Linked DNA regions of Gossypium raimondii: region 1 is linked to region 2. Evidence: chromatin contacts called from public Hi-C data. All regions are on one chromosome and are shown on one strand. Each heading gives the region's core, a stretch centred on a gene start, on an enhancer-like site or on the middle of the called end of the contact. The rest is flanking DNA. Distances are from core to core; before and after follow the strand shown. Region 1 holds the start of LOC105788017 (protein PAF1 homolog). Region 2 has its middle 6.5 kb from the start of LOC105788014.

Region 1 (5,013 bases), core at 76-2,575, 280 kb after region 2:
TGTGAAGGTGGATAGTATATTGGTGGCTGTGAGTTGAAGGTATTTTGCGGCACTGTTGGCAGAGGAGGGGGTGGGGGAGGTGGATAGGAAGAATCCGGAGGTGGCGGAGGCGGTGGGGGATAAGAATATTGCTGCTGTGGAGGTGGAGGCGGTGGCTGCTGCTGTTGTTGGGGCGGTCTTGAAGAAGGGTAATGATAATTTGATTTCAAATTCATTTGATTGTAATTTTGATCATAATGTTGTTGGGGTGGGAGAGGATTTTGATTTGGTGGGGGTGGAGGAGGAAAGGATTGTGGTGGGAATGACCTATACGAGGCCATTCTTCTTCTCTTTTATTCACTTTATCACAGTATCAAAAACAGAGATAAATCAATAAGAAAGCCGCATAAAAGAACAGTAAAACATGAAACTTGAGATTTTGAATTCTGGGCTTCTTTTTTCTCCTAGTTTTCTTGAAGAAATTTATTCAAATTGGAAAACCTTCAACTCGAATTTGAAATGTCCTATTTTCCTTTCAAGAAAAAAAAACCCTAAAGGAATAGATTCAAAACATTGAAATCCTAATTTCCAGAATTCAGCTGAAGTAGCTAAAACCCTAGCAAAATCAACCGCCAAAAATTTTTAATTTAATCAGGTCGGCAAAAAAAAATTTGTGGGAAGAAAGCGTTAAATGAGATAAACAGAGCAACGAATTGAACTCTCAATTCCACAAACCCTAGGAAAAAGATAGAGACTGATCTGGAATCTAACCAGTAAATACTTAAAAGCAAAAACCAGCTCCTACTGTATTAAAGGGAGAAAAAAGAAACCTAACCAATTGAAATCCGAACTAATATATGTTTATTATTTACAGCTCTAAGCGAAAACCAAAATGCGTGAGTGAGTGACCGGAAAAAGTTTGCCGGAACGGAGAAGGGGATAATATCCTCTTTTACTTGACTTTGGATTTATTTTTGGGTTTTATATATTCAGGATTATTTCTTTGTTTTTTCCGATGTTATTGAAATCCGGAGTTAGGATGAGAACTAGTTGAGTCGTGAACTTCAGTTGAACCGCGATCTATAAACTGAATGAACCAATGCAAAACCAGTTAAACCGACTTTTGCAACCCAAATCCATCGAAAACACACCAAACCCTAAAAAATTTAATCAATCCAACCCAATCACCCAACCTAAATTAATAAAGTAAAAAAAAAAAACCCCCTAAATTCCTTAATCTGTCTTGTACCTACTAAAACACTTGAAGAAGAAAAGAACAACTCTGCTGCTCGTTGCTCTGCCATGTTGAGACGGGTCAAATTCTCAAGTCTTAATTAGCTGTTAAGTTAGTTAAAAAAAACGACAGTGTTTAATCTTTTATGTTTAGAAACTTCAAAAAAACGTAGAGTTTAAGGGAGGGTTAGACGCAGCGTTTCAGTGTTGATGAAGGGAATTGAGTAAAATGGTGCGTTTCACTCTAATATTGCACATGTCTAACAAAATTTCAAATTGGTTGTAACGGCCTGGTGGTTATAATTGCCCAAGGGCCCAAGAAGCAGTTATGCAAAAATTTGAATGCCAAGTTTAGTCTCTCTTCTTCTCTTTCTCTCAAAATTTTCTCTCTTTTCTGTTTTCTGCAAACTCCAGCATCACATGTGCCAACGGCTGCCTCTCTACTTCTTTTCAACTCTTCTCTTATCTCAAGTTTCAACCTTAATTGTTGTTGATCATTGTCTCTAACCATTGCCGACCACCGTTTCTTGCTTTGAAGATTATTTTGGAGAGTCAATGATAAGATTTTCATTATCTTTTGTTTTTTTTCCTTCCTCTTTATTTTCAAGAAAATTAAGCATATATGTCAATTGTAAAAAAAATTAAGGTTTGATATCGTTTTATTTGGAAATTACGGAAATAAGTCAATTTTGGAGAGAGAAGACAAAAAACACGTGTAGGAAGCGCTTTCAGGTGACATGGATTAGAGAGGTGAAAATACGCTGGTTTAAAAAATTACAGAGCACATTTTCACCACATGGTGTTGCCTTGTACCAAAGTCGGATTTTTAAAAAAAAATTATATAAACGGTTAGAATATCACCGTCATTGAGTTTCTAACCTTGGGATCAATGGCAAGTTGACCAACGGTAACACTTTTTTCTCCAATGTCAACATTTTTTTCTCCAAAGGACATTTTTTTCCTATATATACATGTTTATTTTCAAAAAAATGTATTCAATCTTATTTATCTATTCTCTCAATTCTCTCAATCTTATACATTTATTCTCGCAATTTTCTCTACTATTTTATTCTTAATGTTTTTCATTCAATTTTACTAAATTTTTTATTTTGTAATTTCTTTAATTTTATTTCATTTTCATAATTTTAAAAATGTCAATGTCTCTAATTCAAGTTGGGTATAGAGTGTTACATGAGACTTGAAAATCAAGTCTCGATACTCAGGCTACCATGTCTTAAGACTTTTATCTAGTCCCAAGACATAAATCTAGAACTATAGGAAAATAGTATTCCAGGTCATGCAATCATGTCTCTATATGCCTCCTTGCAAGATATATGTCAAACAAAAAGTATGAAAACATGTTTAACACATGGAAACAAGTCCATAACATAAAAATTCCTTATCATAACCGTTTTCAATCAAAATTTGACTAGATGAGTAGATTATATGCATAAAACCAATACGCAAGTTCATTAAAAACTGTGACATCCAGCATTTGATCCAGTCGTTGAGTCCTAATGCGAGACCCATATTAGTTGCTAGAGTAATTTAATCTAGCTTATACTTTAAATTCAATAAGAAAGTCAAACATAAATCCATTCATATCAAACCATTTCAATTGATTAAATTCATTATTAAAACTTTTAAAACAATTTAGAAATATTTTAAAACAATTCCTAAGTGTTCAGAGGTCATCAGGACTTAGCACGGGTCTCTAGGAGTCGAAACAACTCAAAACAAGGGAGAGACAATGTTCTGTCATAACTGTATAGGTACAAGTGAGAATTTGTACTGATACAAGTCCCTACTATCGTACACTTTTACTTTCACTAACTTACTTGTTGCGATACAGTTTAGCATATGTATAGATACAACTATGCTAGGACCCAAAAATCACCTCAAAACTCACCTAAATTGATCTTTAACATCACCAATTCAAAACCATCACTTATTATACTAAAAAAAACACCATGTACACTCATAATAACACATTCAAACATCATGGAAACAATCATTCTAAATTGTCATTATACTTAACTACAAGGTTAACTTACTTGGCAAGTAAGTGACTCATCATTCATATGCATAATATTCATATCCCTTTTAACTTACATTAACTATGGCATACAAGATGTTAGCAAAGTTGCTGGAGACTATTTTAGTAAACTGTTTAAGTCTATTGCTACTCCAAATGTTGAGAATTATATCAATGGCATTCAAATTAAGGTTACTTAATATATGAATGCTAAGCTGGCTAAGGATTTCACGGATGAGAAAATCATTGATGCCTTCAACCACATGGATTCGCGCAAAGCCTTGGGGATTGATGGCCTCTCGGGGATTTTCTTTAAAGAGAATTGGGAGGTTGTGGGTAAAAATGTCCTTAAACTTTGCTATGAAATTTTAGATGGCAACAAGGATATCTCTTGTATTGATGAAATGATTATTGTGCTTATTTCTAAGATTAAAGACCCTGTGGACATGACTAACTTTAGACCTATAAGTTTATGCAGGGTGATCTACAAGATTATTGCAAAGGTTTTAGCGAACTGTTTGAAGACCACTCTTCCTTTTTGCATCAGTTAGAACTAAAGCGCCTTTGTCCCGGGCCGGATGATCCATGACAACATCCTTATTGCCCATGAGATGATGTACTATCTCCAAAGCTCAAAGAATGGTCTAAACAAAGGGCTCGTCATTAAGCTCGATATGAGCAAGACGCATGACTAGGTGGGATGGAATTTCTTTGAAAAAGTTATGAAGAAGATGGGTTTTGAAGATGCTTGGATCGATAAAGTCATGCAATGTGTTAAAATGGTGAAATATGTGGTGAAATGTAACATGACTCTTTTAGAGACTATCATTTCGGATGGGGTCTTTGACAAGGGGACTCCCTCTCTCCTTACCTATTCTTATTTTGTATGGAAGCATTCTCGAGAATGCTTTTAAATACGCAAGAAGCCAACCTAATTAGAGGCATTAGGGCTAGCTGAAATGGCCCTTGTGTAAATCACTTATTTTTCACTAACGATGCTTTTCTTTTTATCAAGTACAACAAAAAGGAAGTTGAGGATTTCATGAGAATCCTCAGAGATTTACTATAATGCCTCTAACCCGTATTCAATACTGAAATAGGGTTACGGAGTATTACCGGACTTATAGAATCAAACAATCATACATTTCATAATTATTTCTCATTCAAATTAAAAATCATTCAAATTCATTCATATAGTCCCTAATACGAGCCCTCGAGGCCCCAAAAAGACATTAAAAGTGGTTTGGGACTAAACTGAGTACTCAAGGAATTCTTTTAAAAACATGGAAATTTTTCAAAGTGCAGGGGACACACACCCGTGCGGCTAGGCCGTGTGTCTCACACAGCCAAGTGACACGCCCGTGTCTCAGGTCATGTGGCTGTTCGAAATGGGGACACGCAGTCGTGTCCTAGCCTGTGTCTTACCTCGTGTAACTCACTAACTTGAGTCATATGGCCAGATCACACGCCTATGTGCCTGGCCGTGTACCCTTCAAAATGGCCTCACACGCTCGTGTGCCAGGCCGTGTGAAAACTGGAGGGTATACTGACTTGTGCCACATGGCCAAGCCATACGTCTGTATGCTAGGCCGTGTGAAGCTACTGACTTGATTTATATAAAAGTATCAGAGGACACATGGTCGTGTCACCTGATCGTGTGTCACACACGGCTGAGACTTGCGCCCGTGTCTCTGCCCCTATGGACAAAAATAGGTCATTTTCCAAGCCATATTTCTCACCCAATGTGGTACCAACCTAAGCTCAAC
Region 2 (5,252 bases), core at 792-3,291:
AAGCCCTGTAAAAAAAAAATGAAAAACACCAAAGTGTTTATGTTGCAATTAACTCCTTTGGTTGTCATAGATGGGATAGGATGATGATACTCTTTCCTTTTATTTCAGTAGTTAATCTGGTCAAAAAAAATCTCAATTTCTATTTTTATTTCCTTGTATAAAGGTTAAAATTTCGGTGTATTAGTTTTCAGAAATTCTTTTAATGAAAAATTGACCATTAGAAACTATTTTTATATTAAATATAATATAATATAAAGCAATATAGATTGACATTTTACATTTGCACCAATTTAATGAAAGTTGAGTTTTTACGAAAATGAAAATTCAAAAGTAAAGCTGAAGCTCTTTGAGAAGATTAATTGATCTAAATTTGCATATGTATCATTATTTTATTTGAAAATTCTTGCATGGATTCTCTGTGAAAATTTTGGTTCTGAAGGTGGTTCGATGGAAGATTTAATCCTTAAAAAAGTTCAGTTTATGGATAATGATGAAAGTGTGAACAGAGAAGTGTTGGTGGATCTGACGAATGTACTAGTTATTTCTTAGAAGGACAAGCTTGTTGGAATTTCATCCAATAATAAGGAAAAAGGTTTAGAGGAGGAGGAAGAATTTGAGTAACTGGAAAGAGACATTCAGAAGTCGATAATTAATGGCAGTTCTTCAATCGAATTCTTTGATAGGATTCACCAGATTCTTATTTGGGATATGGAAAACACTGTAGTACTAAAGCTTTTAGGACGTAACATTGGATACTCGGTGTTACATAATAAAATTTCCAGTTTATGGAACTCATCGTCCCCGTTCCAGTTTATGGATATTGAGAATGGCTACTTCTTTGCTAAACTTAAAAAAAAAATATGGATTGTGAAAAGGCGCTCTCAAAAGGACCTTGGATAATTTTTGGGTAATACCTGATAGTTCAACCTTGGTCAATGTCTTTTAACCGAGCACAGACATTTCCTAGTGTCATAATGTCGTGGATAAGACTTTCGAGCTTACTAGGATACTTTTACGAGAGGAAAATTCTGACAGAAATAGGGGGTTAATTGGTAAGGTTGCAGAACTGGATATGAACACAGACAACAAGATCAGAGGTCGATTAGTCCGTATGGTTGTGTATGTTAACTTGGATAAACCGTTGGTGTCCCAAGTCTTAATCAATGGGAAAATATAGAGGGTCGAGTACGAATTCTTACCAACGGCCTGTTTCCACTGTGCATAGTATGGTTATGTAAAAGAAATTTGTCCTTTTAGGGTCTCTAAACCCAATTCTGGAAGAACGATGCCTTCGTCAAAATATTTGACGGAGGCTGTGAGCATGGTCGTTGATGAAACGGAGGAGAAAATTGATGGTTACGACCCGTGGATGTTGGTGGAGAAGAGACCCCTCAAGAAATCAAGGGATTCAGTGAACTCAGGGTCTAGAATTATGGAAAAAAAAAATGAAGGTTACCGTTTTATGGCATTGACAGAAAAGGAAGGTAACGTTGTCATTAAATTTGGGAAGAATGAGAAAATTCAGGATACACAGCAGAGAAAGGGGAAAGAAAGAGCAATTGAAGGAAACCAAGGTGCTGGGGCTAGTACGTATAATGTGGGCCACTTTAGTCGCTAAAGTAGAGACACAACTAATGTGTTGGGTCTTATAGATGTGGCAAGCCCTTCGAGGTCCTCTAATAATGCTGGTGGGTTAGATAATGGGCTCGTTTCGTTTAACAACTTCGAGATTGACCCAAGAACAACTTTTAATGGGTCATTCAAAGGTCTAAGGGAAAGTAGCCTGCTGAAAGATAGCACGTCAGGCCAAGGAAACGGGTCGAATAGTGGGCCAGGTGAGAACAAAATAATGGTTGTGCCAGACCAGGTTATGGAAGTATTTGGTAAGCTTATCAGAAACCTGGTTGCTTCTAGAAATCAAGGTCGGATCGCAGATGGTGGAAACGATGGTTCGGACTCTCATTCGCACATAGCTGGTGATGGCAATAAACTGGAGAATGTGGAACAGGTGAGGCTTTCGTCGAAAAGAGTTGTTGACGTCACAGTCTCTAAAGCGGGTGATGGCCTCGATTCCCGCAGGCATTTAACGGTCACCTTCAAAGAACTTCAAAGAACCACAAGGAGCATTCATCGATAACTAAAGGGAAAGGACCTCCGACATGAGTTCAAGGAAAAGAAAAGATCGAGTTGCTTGCTAGGAAATTTTCAGGGTAGAAACATAGGGGTCCGCGTCTTTCAAAATCACTCAACAAAATTAATCTTAGAAAGGGTAGCAGATTCAAAACGGTGGGAGACTCTAAGGTTTTGCTGTGGGAATTAGTGGCCTATTCGGCCGAATCCATTTCTTCTCAGGCCATGGAAGCTTTGGGTTTAGATGGCCCAATACTAAAGATTGGGCAACATGATAAGGGAGAATTCCCTAAACAGTAAGGCTTTGGTGGTTTTATTTTTATTATTTATCTATATTAATTTATATGGATTTAAATCTGACCATTTTTTCATGGAATTGCCAATGTTGCGCTAGTAGTAAACTTATTTGCGTTTTCGTGAATATAATATTGAATATGGTTCGGATATTGTGTGCTTGTTAGAGCCGATATTAAGTGGTAAAAGGCTAATTTTATCATTGAAAAATTGGGATTTTTTAATTTTCACCAAGTTGAAGCTGCTAGATTTTCAAGAGGAATTTGGGTGGGTTGGAAGGAATCTATTCGGATTTGAATTATCCAAAATCACCCACAGTTTCTTCTCTACGTATCTGGTAACATTTATTCTAATCTCATTTTTATATCTTTTGTTTATGGTAGTCCAGACAGGAGGAAAAGGAAGGCACTTTGGGAAGCTTTAAAAGTTACTTTATTTCATGATTCTCTTTCATGTTTAATTATGGGCGACTTTAATGTTATTCTATCACCTGACGATAAAAAAAGTATTTATGCCATAGGGAAGAGATGTAATTTTTTTTGGAAAATTTGTAGATTCTTGTAATTTATAGGATTTCGGATTCATCAGCCCATCCTTTATTGGCAAAGAGCTGACACGTCGAAGAGATTGGATTGAGCATTGGCTAATGATTCATGGATTTTGGCTTTCCCACAATGCATTGTTTCCCATCTACCGATGATTAAGTCTGATCATAGGCCCATTCTCTTGAGGACCGATCTGAATATTAGCTTGGCTACAGGGAGACCTTTTAGGTTCTTAACAGGTTGGACGAAGCACGCTAATTTTCCCTCCTTAGTGAAAGATAAGTGGCAGTTCTCGGGTAATATGGCTAGTTCTCTTTATGAATTTACTTTGCATGTTAAAGAATGGAACAGGTCCTTTTATGGTTATATAGGCTTTCGTAAAAGACATCTTATGAGATCGCTCTCTAGTATCCAAAAGGACCTGAATCATTCTGTCTCTACTTAGTTAATTCAATTAGAGATTGATGTGCGGGATGAGTTTGAAAATTTGCTAAATCATGAGGAACTTCCTTGGAGGCAAAAAGCTAGGTTGACTAGATCCAGTTTGGGGATCGTAACACCAAATTCTTTCATAGTCAAATGGTCCAAAGAAGGAAATTTAACTGTATCACGATGTTATACATTGATAACGGTAAGTAGTGTTCTGATCAGAACGTCCTTAAAATGGGGCAGTTGGTTTTTTTGAGAAGTTTTATGGGAAAAGACCAGAGCCCATAAAGGATCTTCCGTCCAACATTTTTCTTCGCATCAAGACCCAAGACATTGAGTTTTTGGAAAATTCGGTGTAAAATGAAGAAATTAAGAAAGCCTTATTCGACATGGATATTTTGAAAGCTCCGGAAAGCGATGGATTTCAAGCGCATTTTTTCAAGAGTCAGTGGGATATTGTAGGAAATGCAGTTTGTGAATGGGTGCAAGGAGTCTTAACTGGTAACATTATTGACCTGGAACTGAACAACTCTTTGTTAGTGTTTATTTCAAAAAATGATAGCCTAGAGAAATTCAGGCAATTTTGCCCTACTAGTCTATGTTCAGTAATGTATAAATTGGTAATGAAAATTATCATTAACAGATTTAAATTGGTTTTTCCTAACTTTATCTCACAGGAACAAGCCAGTTTCATTGCAAGGCGTAATATCTCAGATAATGTTGGCATAGCATAAGAAGTCTTACATTCTATATGGAAAAAATGAGATGGCAAAAAATAGATGGCGATCAAGTTGGATTTAGAGAAGGCTTATGATAGAGTGAGTTGGGAATTTATTGATGCTTCACTATAGGCTACGGGGACCCGATTTTTATCAGTTTAGTAATCATGGTGGTAGTCTCATCTTCAACTATGCAAATTCTCTGGAATAAAGTTTCCACTCAGAAATTCAAGCCATCTAGAAGGATCAAACAAGGTTGTTTATTGTCACCTTACCTTTTTGTGCTTTGCATAGAATGGTTAGGGCATATTATTCATGCAAAAATTGATAAAGGTAAGTGGTGTGAAATTCATTTTTTAAGATCGGGTCCCACTTTATATCATCTTTTTTTCATAGATAATTTGGTCATTTTTTGTAAAGTGGAATTGGATCAAGCTCAATTATTAGTGGACATCTTGAATCACTTTTGTGTTTTCTCTAGACACAAAGTCAGTACTCAAAAAAGCAATATTTATTTTTCTAAAGGAGCTGAAGGTGGTACTTGTTCATGGATCAATCAATTATTTGGTTTTCAGGTTATTCAAAATCTTGGCATTTATCTAGGTGTGCCTCTCATTCATGATAGGGTCACTAAAAGTACCCTAATTTTGTTGTGGAAAAGGTTAGGCGTAAATTGAAAAGTTGGGAAACAAATAAGTTATCCATGGCCAGAAGAGTCAGCCTAGCCCAATTAGTTCTCCTTACCATCCTAAATTACTCTATGCAGACCACGTTAATTTCGAAGGGAGTTTGTGAAGAGATTGAGAGAATTGTCAGATAATTTATTTGGGGTTGCACTAGTGGTCATCCAAAACTTGCTTTGGTTCGGTGGAACTCCATTTGTTAGCCAAGATCTCGTGGTGGGTTGAGATTTCGACATTTTCATGACCAAAACAATTCTTTTCTTATAAAGATTAGATTTAATTTAGTCACTAAGGATAATGCATTATGGTTATGAGTCTTTTGCATGAAATACGGGCTGAAGGAACATCTCCCGGAGTCAATTGCTAGAAGCCAATGTTCGTATTTGTGGTGGCCCTCTCAAAGGTATAGGCCCTTTTGTGTGAGAATTTAGCTTGGTCAGTGGGGAATGGAA

Evidence for each region. Hi-C and Micro-C count contacts between places; a contact is called where the count stands out from the background.
Region 1: a contact with region 2 is called in a Hi-C map of leaf, with 4 times the contacts expected there. The contact joins the promoter of LOC105788017 here to the enhancer-like site in region 2. A contact is called at or near these places in 2 of 2 Hi-C or Micro-C datasets (both in leaf).

The regions. Positions count from the first base shown.
Region 1 is chr2:11,049,664-11,054,676 of ASM2569854v1, forward strand. LOC105788017 (protein PAF1 homolog) reads right to left here and starts at 1,326. Exons shown (of 12, transcript XM_012614684.2): 1 at 1-1,326. The coding sequence starts at 320.
Region 2 is chr2:10,771,825-10,777,076 of ASM2569854v1, forward strand. No RefSeq gene overlaps it. Among protein-coding and RNA genes, the nearest start is that of LOC105788014, 6.5 kb to the left of the region's middle. Within about 2 kb of position 2,042, the one cell type or tissue checked has open chromatin away from gene starts, as enhancers often do. A contact at or near this core is called in leaf, where this site is marked.